Linked DNA regions of Oryctolagus cuniculus: region 1 is linked to region 2. Evidence: chromatin contacts called from public Micro-C data. All regions are on one chromosome and are shown on one strand. The core of a region is the stretch at or near the end of the contact, and the rest is flanking DNA. Distances in the headings are between cores, read along the strand shown. Region 1 holds the start of ALS2 (alsin Rho guanine nucleotide exchange factor ALS2). Region 2 holds the start of FZD7 (frizzled class receptor 7).

Evidence for each region. Hi-C and Micro-C count contacts between places; a contact is called where the count stands out from the background.
Region 1: a Micro-C map of ear pinna shows a contact between it and region 2, with 2.8 times the contacts expected there. The contact joins the promoter of ALS2 here to the promoter of FZD7 in region 2. A contact is called at or near these places in 3 of 6 Hi-C or Micro-C datasets (ear pinna, psoas muscle and an unstated tissue).

The regions. Positions count from the first base shown.
Region 1 is chr3:38,173,942-38,180,201 of mOryCun1.1, reverse strand. It overlaps ALS2 (alsin Rho guanine nucleotide exchange factor ALS2), which reads right to left and starts at 1,827. Exons shown (of 33, transcript XM_051849283.2): 1 at 1,683-1,827.
Region 2 is chr3:37,923,699-37,929,242 of mOryCun1.1, reverse strand. It overlaps FZD7 (frizzled class receptor 7), which reads left to right and starts at 1,608. Exons shown (of 1, transcript XM_051848296.2): 1 at 1,608-5,544. The coding sequence starts at 2,412. The coding sequence ends at 4,136.

The sequences.
Region 1 (6,260 bases), core at 578-3,077, 250 kb before region 2:
AATGTGGGGAGAAGGGATTCCATACTACACTGTGTACATCAGGTTAAATAAAATAACTGACCTGCATAATGCCACTAAAAAATTTCCCCAAATCACCTGTTTGGTACTTCATTTTAGGGAGCATTATGTTTTCAAATCTTAACACTGTGATGTCATTTTGAGCTTTTCTTCTATAACTGTGATTCTTGAATCTGCCAAAACTAGTCATAGTTTCAGGACTAACAAATTTAAACTAGATATGCATTCCATCAGCATGTTTTCCACATTAAAATGCCCAACGGAGGACCCAAGTTACTACAAACCAACCTGAAATCATATTTCCTCTACATACAAGCCTATGGATCCCCAGAGTATCTGAAAACTCTCTCTTGACTTAAGAAGTCAAGAAGTCCCTTGCTTAAAATATTCAGTTACTGTTCCCTCCACTTAGGGCAAAAAGTCCATTTGGGTCAGGATGTAATAGAAGAAAAAATTGTAAGCATTGTTGATGTGTAGTGAATATTCACCAGGAGCCAAGCACTGTACTGATACACGAAGCATCTCAGGCAAAACCACGGACGTCAGGAAAGCATTTTATATTTTATCCCCCATTTAGAGATAAGGGCTGAGGTGCAGTAACTTGCCGAAAGTCAAAGATGCAAGCCTAGAATCTTCGCCAGTATCCCTTACATTACTAAGGTTAAATAGTGCAACTGACTGCAAAAGTGAATTTTTAACTATTTTAAATTCTTCTAAGTATTCATTAACTTAAAAAATCAACTGATCATTTCAAATCTCTCTCTCTCTCATACACACATACGCGCGCACACACACACACACGATCTTTGGCCAGGGTTTACTGATTTTCTGTGCCTGCTCAGAAAAAAAAACGTATCACACAATTGTACTGCTTACAGCTGCGCGAAGAACATTTGCTGCCAACCAATGAACACCACGGCAATCATGTAAGGGTCTTCATTTGGGCATGGGAGTGCCTGCCTTCCCCATCCCACGCCGGAGAGAAAAGACCTGGATCTGCCACCTGGACCAGGGTTTTCCTGTGTTCCTGCTCGGCGAAGCCCTGAGCAGCGGCGTTTGCTCCAGCCCACGGCTGCAGCCTCTGACCATCTGCTCACCAGAACTTGGATCACTTCACACGCTACAGGGCTTGGGTAAGCCACTCATTCTCAACATCAAGGTCAGTCTCTTCTAGCCCCGCTGTGGTCCGCCCCTGGCGGTGACCTGCACCCAGGGGCAAACCCGCCCGGACACGCACCCAGGGTTCCTGGCCAGGGACCCAGGTTAATCCGCTCAGCGCCCGGTGCGGCTGTCCCACAGATCCTCGCGAATGAATGGGTGGAAGGCGGCGTGGGTGGAGGCGGGAGGAGAGGGCATGATGGAATCTCGGGCGGCTGAGACCACTGCAGAGGCGTCCTGCCTCCGGCGGGTGGAAGCCGGCAAAGGCGAGAACTTGGCGCCGGTGCCTAGCGGCCGCGTCGGAAGCTCCTGGACCAGCAGGCGCCGTCGGTCGGACCGCGGCTGGGAAGGGGTGGGCGCGCTGTCGGCCGGCCCCCAGCAACCCGCTCCCGGGCCTCGGCCAGAGTCTCCACCCCGCTCCCGGACCCCCGCCTCCCGCACACAGGCGGTCCCAGCCGATGAGCCCTCCGAAGCCGAGGGTCGGCTCGGGACCCGCGCTAGCTCACCTGACGCTCCACCGGCAATACCGCGCTCTGCATCCGGCAGGAGTCCCGCAGGTCCGCGAGATCAGCTGATTCACGGGGGGCGGGGCCTCCTGGCAGGGGCGGGGCTGCAGGGCGGCTGGCGGGCGAGCGTGGGTGAAGGCGGGAGGAGACAGCTCCCGGAGCAGTGAGGGTTACACTAGGAGACGACCAACGGCGTCTGGTATGGATCAAAATTACTGAGGATGCGTAGGGCACTACATGGCAACGCTCTCGGGAGCACGGCCCTTCCCTCGGCCAAGGCGGAGCCGCCAATCCTAGATCGCGCTTCGGTGATGACGTCATATGGAGTCGTCGGGGCCTAGCTACCCGAACGCTTCCATGGTAACGGAAAGCGCAGGGGCAGGGGCCGGTGATTTGGCCCTGCAGTTATATTGTGAACACCCTCAAACTGCAAGAGCGGGTAGTATAAAGTGAAAACACTAACATATCTTCAGATTGGCTTTGTAGATTTTAGCCTAACGAGGATCGCTTTCCGCCCCTAGAGTGACGTCATCTCCACGCGGCGCCGGTTTGTCAGATTGTATGTTTGGTACCTACTTGCACCCCCCAAAGGGTGGAATGAAGCGGGAGGAAAGGCACTGGCCCCCTCTTCGATGCCTGCAGGACTTCCCGATATCCCATATGAGTAAAATCAGTTTCGCTTGCCCCTCACAGTTCTGCAACACTCTGTCGCTGCCACAGCTACCACCACCATCCATCCTGCATCCCAAAGCCCTCCTGTGAAGATTTTTCTAGAACCTCCATTCCTGGCACATGGTGGATGCGATCTAGCTGCTGCCAGGTCGAGTGCTGTCGCTGCATCTGTAGACCTAAATTTATGCCACCAACGGTGCCTGAGTAGCTGTGGCCTCGCATTGACCAACACCCTCACCTCAATTGCCTCCCCAGTGTTCTGCCCACCTGCAAAGCTTATTCTGCAACAGTGCAACTAACCTAGTCCACAACCTCCCCACTGCACAAAATCACAAATTGGCACCACTGCAAGCCAAAAGTGTGTCTGTCTTGGGGGAGACTTAGGTGTAGCCAGGCCAATGTCACTGAACCTAAGATAGTGATATTTACACATTGCTACTCATGATATCTCCTACCCTGCTACCCTCCTATTCCCAACTCTCACACTTCCGAATTTACCCACTCACTTCCTCTGTAAACATTCAAAGAAAAAATAACTTCATTCTAACGTTTCTAAACGAGATGAGAAACCACTAGAAGTGAATTTCCTTAATTCCTACCAACAACTATTGCAAAACCTACCTGCAACCTCAGCTTCCTCTCCTTCTCCCTTTCCTTCTAGAGGGGTTCTGCCCTCTCAAGGTTAACCCCTCCACCTAAACTCAGGATCCTTTCGAATCCCCTTGGAGACTCTGCCCCATTGTTTGTCCTTTCTCTTTGCCCGATGTTCATCCTTGGCCTTTCTTATCACTTAGTCTCCGGCAGGTACTAAGCCTGCTCCTATCTACCTTGTCTTCAATTTTTTTTCCCTGCCCTCCTTGCCTTTGCCCTCATTTTCTATCTCTGCTTTCTGGCTTCCCAATCTTCCTCACCCTGAACTGTAATCCCTGATTTTTGGGGTCTTAGAATTAAGCCATTCTATGCAACCTCTTAAAAAAAAAGGGGGGGGGTGATCTTTATGTACTTATTGGAATGATCTGGAAGTTAGATTGTTAAGAGAAAAACAGGGTACAAATAGTGTGTATACGTTTCAATTGGGCATTATGTATGTGTCTTCAGGAGAAAGATGATAGATACATACATGAAAATGACACATATCCTTAGATCTGCATATGTTAGCTCTGAAAGATATATTAAACAATTGAAAATAAGAAAGGGAAGAAAACTACTAGTGACACTATACAATTTGGTGCTCTTTGAACTTTTATTTTTTTAAATATTTATTTATTTATTTGAAAGGCAGAGTTAGAGGCAGAGAGAAAGAGAGAGAGAGGTCTTCCATCCACTGGTTCACTCCCCAAATGGTCACAATGGCCAGTGCTGAGCTGATCTGAAGCCAGGAGTTTCTTCCAGGTCTCCACAAGGTTGTAGGGACCCAAGAACTTGGGCCATCTTTTACTGCTTTCCCAGGCTGTAGCAGAGAGCTGGATCAAAAGTGGAGCAGCTGGGACTCAAATTGGCACCCATTTTTTTTAAAAAAGATTTATTTATTTATTTATTTGAAAGTTAGAGTTACACACAGAGAGAAGAGAGGCAGAGAGAGAAAAAGAGATCTTCCATCTGCTGGTTCACTCCCCAACTGGCTGCAATGGCCAGAGCCACGCTGAACCGAAGCCAGGAGCCAGGAGCTTCTTCCAGGTCTCCCACGCGGGTGCAGGGGCCCAAGGACTTGGGCCCTCTTCTACTGCTTTCCCAGGCCATAGCAGAGTGCTGGATCGGAAGAGGAGCAGCCAGAACTAGAACCAGCACTTCAGGCCAGGGCTTTAACCCACTGCGCCACAGCACTGGTCCCCAGCACCCATTTTATTTTTATTTATTTTTAAAACAAACATAAGGGGCCGGTGCTGTGGTGCAGCGGGTTAGAGCCCTGGCCTGAAGCTCTGGCATCCCACATAGGCACCGGTTCATCTGCCCCTGAAATTCATGCATGAACTGAGAGCCTACTGCATAGTTACTTTGTGCCAGGCAGTGTTCCAGGTGCTGGAGGAACAGGTTAATGAACTCCCACTCTGCTGGCATGGAAGACATCTCCAGAGCTGCCAGCCAGCCATCTCCCTCTATGCTTACAAATGCTACTCTTGACATCAAGAGAGGACTCTGCTTCCTCTTTCCCAAATACGGGCTGGCCTGGTGATTTTTTTTTAACTAATAGAATATGGCAAAAATGAAGTTCTAGGGCTTGTGAACACATGCTTTCAAGAGAACTTACAGATCCATGTCCTTGAAAAGCTAGCTGCCATGCTGAACAAAAACTGCGGCTGTATTACAGATGAATGAGAGGCGATGTCAACTGAGGGGTCACGTGGAGCAGCGCTGATGGGCCAGACAGCACTGAAGCTTTCTGGGAACTTCCAAGCCAGCCCAGTCACCAGCTGGATGTTGCTGGGTGAATGACAGCAGCCAATGCCAAGTGGGGCAGAAAAATAACTTAGTCAAGCCCTTCCTGAATTCCCGACCCAGATTCCTGAGAAATAATACGTTGTTGCTGTAGGTACTAGGTATTGGGATGGTTGGTGATGCAGTAATAACTGAAACAAGTGACAAGCGTGGGAGATAATAAACAGATATAAAGTAGTGATGATTGGAGTGAAATAGATATGTTGAGATTCAGTCTTTGTCTACAGCTCTTGTCTCTTCCATTGAGGAACAATGTTTTTTTTTTCCTTCATATTATTGTTAAACTCTTTTATTTAGAATAGGGTTAACTATATGATCATTAAGTAAACTGAAAATAGACCTTTATAAAAGTTAAGAGTGGGAATGTGAGAGGGAGGAGGAGGAAGGGTCAGAGCGTGGGTGGGAGGTGTTACTATGTCCCTAAATCTGTGTATATAAAATACATGATACAGTCGGCGCCGCGGCTCACTAGGCTAATCCTCCGCCTTGCGGCGCCGGCACACAGGGTTCTAGTCCCGGTCAGGGCGCCAGATTCTGTCCCGGTTGCCCCTCTTCCAGGCCAGCTCTCTGCTGTGGCCCGGGAGTGCAGTGGAGGATAGCCCAAGTGCTTGGGCCCTGCACCCCATGGGAGACCAGGAAAAGCACCTGGCTCCTGCCATTGGATCAGTGTGGTGTGCTGGCCACGGCGGCCATTGGAGGGTGAACCAACGGAAAAGGAAGACCTTTCTCTCTGTCTCTCTCTCTCTCACTGTCCACTCTGCCTGTCAAAAAAAAAAATACATGCTACTTGTATAACTTGAATAAAAATTTTTTAAAAAGTAATGATGAAGGCTATAAAAGAGACAAAGTAGTGTGATAGCTAAGAGACTGTGTTCAAACTTCAGCTCCAGCACTTACTAGCGTTGTAACTGTGCTGTAAGTTAGCTCACGGCTTTGTGCTTCAGGGCCCTCACCCAAGAAACAGATGGTAATATTGCCTACTTCATCGGGTCACATGAGCATTAAATTATCTAATATGTATAAAGTGCTTAGAATGGTTCCTGGTACATAGTTCATGCTGTATGTATTGTTGTTGTTAACAATAAAGCAAGGCAAAGGAATAACAGGAGAAGGGTGCAATTTTATATGCAGTGGGTAGGGAAAGTGCCTCTTCTAAGAAGACATCTGGACAAAGACCCGTGAGGGAGCAGAGACATAAATCCAGTGAACATCTGGCCCTACAAGCACAAGGCACCAGTAGGCACAAAGGCAAGAAGACCAGTGCTGTATGAGATGAGGCTGAGAGAGGCTGGGGGAGGCTAGAGCTAAATGAGAAAAGTATAGAAACATAGGGGGTAGGGTCAGTAGCTACTGATCTGGCAGAGGGGCTGGACCATTTGGACAGTGGAAAGAACTGTGAGTTGATCTGATACAAGTAACCCTGGGAGGGCTTTCGGCAGAGGATGTTGTCATCTGGCTTCCTGTTTTAAA
Region 2 (5,544 bases), core at 359-2,858:
CACTAGCTACCTCCGAGGGCTTCGGGTCTGGACCCACCGACAGCAGCCGCAAGCGACGCAGAGCCGTCAAGTGGAAGGCAGGGTGTCCAGCGAACCTCAGTGGCAAAACGAAGGGCGCCGATGTCCCCATGGAGGGCAACCCCACGAACTCGGTAGCGATTTCAGGATCAGTTTTTCTCCTTGCAGGAGAAGAAGCGCACTGGGGGCAGCACCCTCGGCCGGCGGCGTTCAGCTCGATCGGAACCCGCTGGGAGCGCGGGCCGAGGGGCCGGCCCGGATAACGATTTGAAAAGCAGAGGATGAAACAGAGGCTCGGCGGCGACTGGGGGGGGGGGAGGGGGGCGGGGGGGCGGCAGTATTTTGATTTTTTTTTTCTTCCTAAACATGTCACTGAAGTCACTTTCCCGCCTGGAATCCCCGCTATACTCGGCCGCCCCGAGAGAACCGGGAGGCCCTCTGGCCACTTGCGACCCCGCGAGCGCCCCGCGCCTGAGGCAGGAGGAAGGTTTACCGAGAACAAAAGAACGCTCGCCAGTCCGGAGGCGCTCCCGAGAACAAGGGGAGCCCCTCTCCGGGTCTGGAGAACGCGTTCAGGAGCAGCGGCCCTGGTTTCTGACACGCATGGCAACTTTCCTGGGCAGATTCCAAATGGAGGATCAGATCATGCTCCCGCAACGGAGACGGGTCCCACCCCCAGGCCACAGGCCCACAGAAGTAAGGGGCACAGGGCCCCGGCAGAGGCTCTGCGAGTCGTACGGAGTGTGCCGGGCACTCGGGCCGGCCCCGTTTCCTACGGCCTCGCCGCGGCCACCTCAGCGGGCGGCGGACTCCCGGGCCGGGAGGAGCGCGGGCGGGACGGCCCGGGGCCCCGCGCCTGGAGTCCCGCGCCGGACCCGCTCCTCGAGGGTCTGCACTTCCTCCCGCCTTCGCTCTCGGCCCCCACGGCTGCCGCCGATTTCTCCTCCGAGGCCACCCCTCCTCCTTTTTACAACCGGGGGAGGGGGTGCGAGGGGACCGCAGCCTTACGCGGTCTGCCCGGCTCCGGAGGGAGAAAAGCAATCCGCAAGGCGCGCCCCCTTCCCACCCCGTCCGGATCCGCACGCTTAGGATCCCGCCACCCAAAGCCCCCGCCAAAGCTCAGCGTTTCCAGCCGGGAAGCGACTGAAGCGGCTCCGGGCCCCCGCTCCCCGGCCGTGGCGCGGCGCTATTCTCGACTCTGAGGCGAATGAGCCCTTCTGCTCAGGAATGTGTGTTTAGTGCACCCGGAAGAGGAACAAATCTTTCAAGTAAATTCCCTTTCTGGTGCGTTTTTCTCCCCTGAGCCAATGCAGGGTAAAAGTTTTTCCCAACTTTTCCCTCCCAGTCCCCCGCCCCTCCCCTCAGGAATCCGCCCAGAGCGCAGCAGTCACCGCCTCCCCCCACCCCCGTTCCCTTGCCCGCCCCTTCCGACTTCCACCCAATCCAGAGGCGGCCCCAGAGAAAACAAAGGCCACCATTGGGCCGCGCCGGGGCGCGGGCACCGCCCCCTGAGTGGTTTGTGAATGGGGGGAGGGGAGGGGGCGGGTCGGCCGGAGCGCTGCGAGCCCGACGCTTCTTCTGGCCACCGGCGCGGCTCCCAGGCGTTACTCGGCGCTCCCTCCCGGCGGCTGGCGGCGGCGGGCGCCGGGACTCGGGGGCCGGGGCTGCGCGAGGCCGGAGAGGCCGGGGCCAGGCCGCGGGCACAGGGGCCTCGCCGCTTCAGACGCCGAGTGACTGTGCTTGCAGCAGAAGTCGCCGGGCTCCAGGCTCTGAGGCGCCGGTGGGACTCAGCGAGAGCCAGCCGTTTGGGGCTGAAACTTGGGGCCGAAGAAGGCGCGGGGCGTGGAGGAGGAGGCGAAGGAGGCGGTGGCGAGCCGAGCCTCGAGGCGAGGAGGCGGAGCAGCACCTCCGAGGCGGCGGCCCCGGCGAGCAGGCGGCGGCGGCGGCGCCGGCTCTGACCTGGCGGGGGCCGGACTTGGAGTGGGGGGCGTGCGCGTCCGTGTGCGCTGGGTTGGGTTGGGGGGAGGGTTCGAGAGACTTCGGCAAACTTTGAAGGGGAGCCGGAGACGCTTGTTGCTCCTCGCCGCAGAGAAAGGCGCACCGTTACGTCCCCGCAGAGAGGGCCAGGCCGTCCCCCTCCGCGCCCCCGGCCCAGACTGACGCGTTTGGGCCCCCGGCGGCCGCGCGAGCGCCGGGCGGAGGCGGCTGCGGCGCCCCCGCGGCGCGGGCACCCCAGCGGCAGCTCCCTCGGCTCCGCGCCGCCCACGGCCCGGCCCCGGCGCCGGGAGGACTCTCATGCGCCGGGCGCGGCGGCGCCTCCCGGCATCCAAGCCTCTCCCAGCCGCCTCATCGCACTCCCTGGGCTGAGAGCGTCGCTGCACTCGCGGCCGGCGATGCGGGGCCCCGGCGCGGCCGCGTCGCGTTCGCCCCTGGGCCTGTGCGCCCTGGTGCTGGCGCTGCTGGGCGCGCTGCCCGCGGGCGCCGGGGCGCAGCCCTACCACGGCGAGAAGGGCATCTCGGTGCCGGACCACGGCTTCTGCCAGCCCATCTCCATCCCGCTGTGCACGGACATCGCCTACAACCAGACCATCCTGCCCAACCTGCTGGGCCACACGAACCAGGAGGACGCGGGCCTCGAGGTGCACCAGTTCTACCCGCTGGTGAAGGTGCAGTGCTCGCCCGAGCTGCGCTTCTTCCTGTGCTCCATGTACGCGCCCGTGTGCACCGTGCTCGATCAGGCCATCCCGCCCTGCCGCTCTCTGTGCGAGCGCGCGCGCCAGGGCTGCGAGGCACTCATGAACAAGTTCGGCTTCCAGTGGCCCGAGCGGCTGCGCTGCGAGAACTTCCCGGTGCACGGCGCCGGCGAGATCTGCGTGGGCCAGAACACGTCCGACGGCTCCGGAGGCCCCGGCGGCGGCCCCACCGCCTACCCCACGGCGCCCTACCTGCCGGACCCGCCCTTCACCGCGCTGCCCCCGGGGGCTGCGGACGGCAGGGGCCGCGCCGCCTTCCCCTTCTCGTGCCCGCGCCAGCTCAAGGTGCCCCCCTACCTGGGCTACCGCTTCCTGGGCGAGCGCGACTGTGGCGCCCCTTGCGAGCCGGGCCGTGCCAACGGCCTCATGTACTTCAAGGAGGAGGAGAGGCGCTTCGCCCGCCTCTGGGTGGGCGTGTGGTCCGTGCTGTGCTGCGCCTCGACCCTCTTCACCGTGCTCACCTACCTGGTGGACATGCGGCGCTTCAGCTACCCAGAGCGGCCCATCATCTTCCTGTCGGGCTGCTACTTCATGGTGGCCGTGGCGCACGTGGCGGGCTTCCTGCTGGAGGACCGCGCCGTGTGCGTGGAGCGCTTCTCGGACGACGGCTACCGCACGGTGGCGCAGGGCACCAAGAAGGAGGGCTGCACCATCCTCTTCATGGTGCTCTACTTCTTCGGCATGGCCAGCTCCATCTGGTGGGTCATCCTGTCGCTCACCTGGTTCCTGGCGGCCGGCATGAAGTGGGGCCACGAGGCCATCGAGGCCAACTCGCAGTACTTCCACCTGGCCGCGTGGGCCGTGCCGGCCGTCAAGACCATCACCATCCTGGCCATGGGCCAGGTGGACGGGGACCTGCTCAGCGGCGTGTGCTACGTGGGCCTCTCGAGCGTGGACGCGCTGCGGGGCTTCGTGCTGGCGCCGCTCTTCGTCTACCTCTTCATCGGCACCTCCTTCCTGCTGGCCGGCTTCGTGTCGCTCTTCCGCATCCGCACCATCATGAAGCACGACGGCACCAAGACGGAGAAGCTGGAGAAGCTGATGGTGCGCATCGGCGTGTTCTCGGTGCTCTACACCGTGCCCGCCACCATCGTGCTGGCCTGCTACTTCTACGAGCAGGCCTTCCGCGAGCACTGGGAGCGCACCTGGCTCCTGCAGACGTGCAAGAGCTATGCCGTGCCCTGCCCGCCCGGCCACTTCCCGCCCATGAGCCCCGACTTCACGGTCTTCATGATCAAGTACCTGATGACCATGATCGTGGGCATCACCACGGGCTTCTGGATCTGGTCGGGCAAGACCCTGCAGTCGTGGCGCCGCTTCTACCACAGACTCAGCCACAGCAGCAAGGGGGAGACTGCGGTATGAGCCCCGGCCCCTCCCCCACACCCTGCCCGCGCCCACCCGCTGTGAGTGGTGGTGGGGGGGGGAGGCGCCGCCGGGAGAGAACTGTCGGGTGGGTAGGGGGGCTTGTTTTGGTCACCACCTTTCCCTCCACCGGGAAACGACCGGGGAGCGAGTTGTTTGCAGAATTGGGGTGGGGGCCGCGGAGGTGGGGGTTGGAAAGGAGGCCTTAGTGGAAAGTGGTTTGGATCAACAGACTTCTGGCAAAGACTTTCAGGCTGATGATGATGGTGGTGGTGGTGGTGAACGGTACGGGCCGGCGTGGGCCCCTGGAGAAGACCAAGACCGGGAGAGACTGCTCTGAGTTCTTGCTGGCTGCAGGCCGGGCGGGCCGAGAGCCATCCCCTGCTGCAAGGCAAGTGGCCGGTCCTCACTGCCGAGCGGCCCCGCGGGAGCGGCCGCTTTGTTGGGAAGAGGGGGGCCTCCTGCAGTGTTCTTGTCAAGCGGTGGTCAAACCATAATCTCTTTTCACTGGGGCCAAACTGGAGCCCAGATGGGTTAATTTCCAGGGTCAGACGCTACACGCTGGCCTCCCCTGCCCCCTCCCGCCTGGTTTTCCTCCTCAGCCCCTTTCGGGACTTGTAAAATAGGCATTTGGAAGTGCTGGGAGCCCTGCCTGCTAAGAGCCCGAAAGCTAGGGAGCTAAAGAAGTGCCGAGAAGGTTTCAGGATGAGGCCGGGGGCGGGGGCAGGGCCTGCAGCCGAAAGGAGGGCGTTTTATTTAGTTTAGTACCCTGAAAAGAAGTGATGACTTGTTGCTTTTCAAAACAGGAATGCATTTTTCCCCCTTGTCTTTGTTGTAAGAGACAAAAGAGGAAACCAAAGTGTCTCCCTGTGGAAAGGCATAACTGTGAAGACGGCAACTTTTACAGGCAAAGCGGGGCAAATCGGAGGTTTCCCTTTGGTTGGTAATTGGGTTGAGATAAACATTCCTTTTTAAGGAAAAGTGAGGGAGGGTGTGCTTCCATACCCGGTTCAGCCAGAGGTTCTGACTTGGCTGAAGGAAACCTAAGGATGTTTTATTGTTTGTTTTAAGTCAGTTTAATTCAGAACACATGATCCAACAAGCTCTGTTCACATGTTCAGGGAAATCTTCCCTTCATTTATTTTTCTTGCTATAAGCCTACATGTAGGTTTTCTTTCTCATTTTTTTTTCTCTCTTCAATTTGGATCCTTCAAGATAAAAGGAAAAGCATAATGCCCTTCAGCATAATAATAAAAGAAAGCTAATTTAAAAAAAAAAAAAAGCTAAGGAACCAGTTTGTCCATTTGATCATGGTTCCATAAATCTGTTTATAAAACATCATGTGTATGCTGACCCCGTCCCCGGGGTCGGGTGGGGAGGTAGGTGAGCTGCAGAAATGAGAATAAAC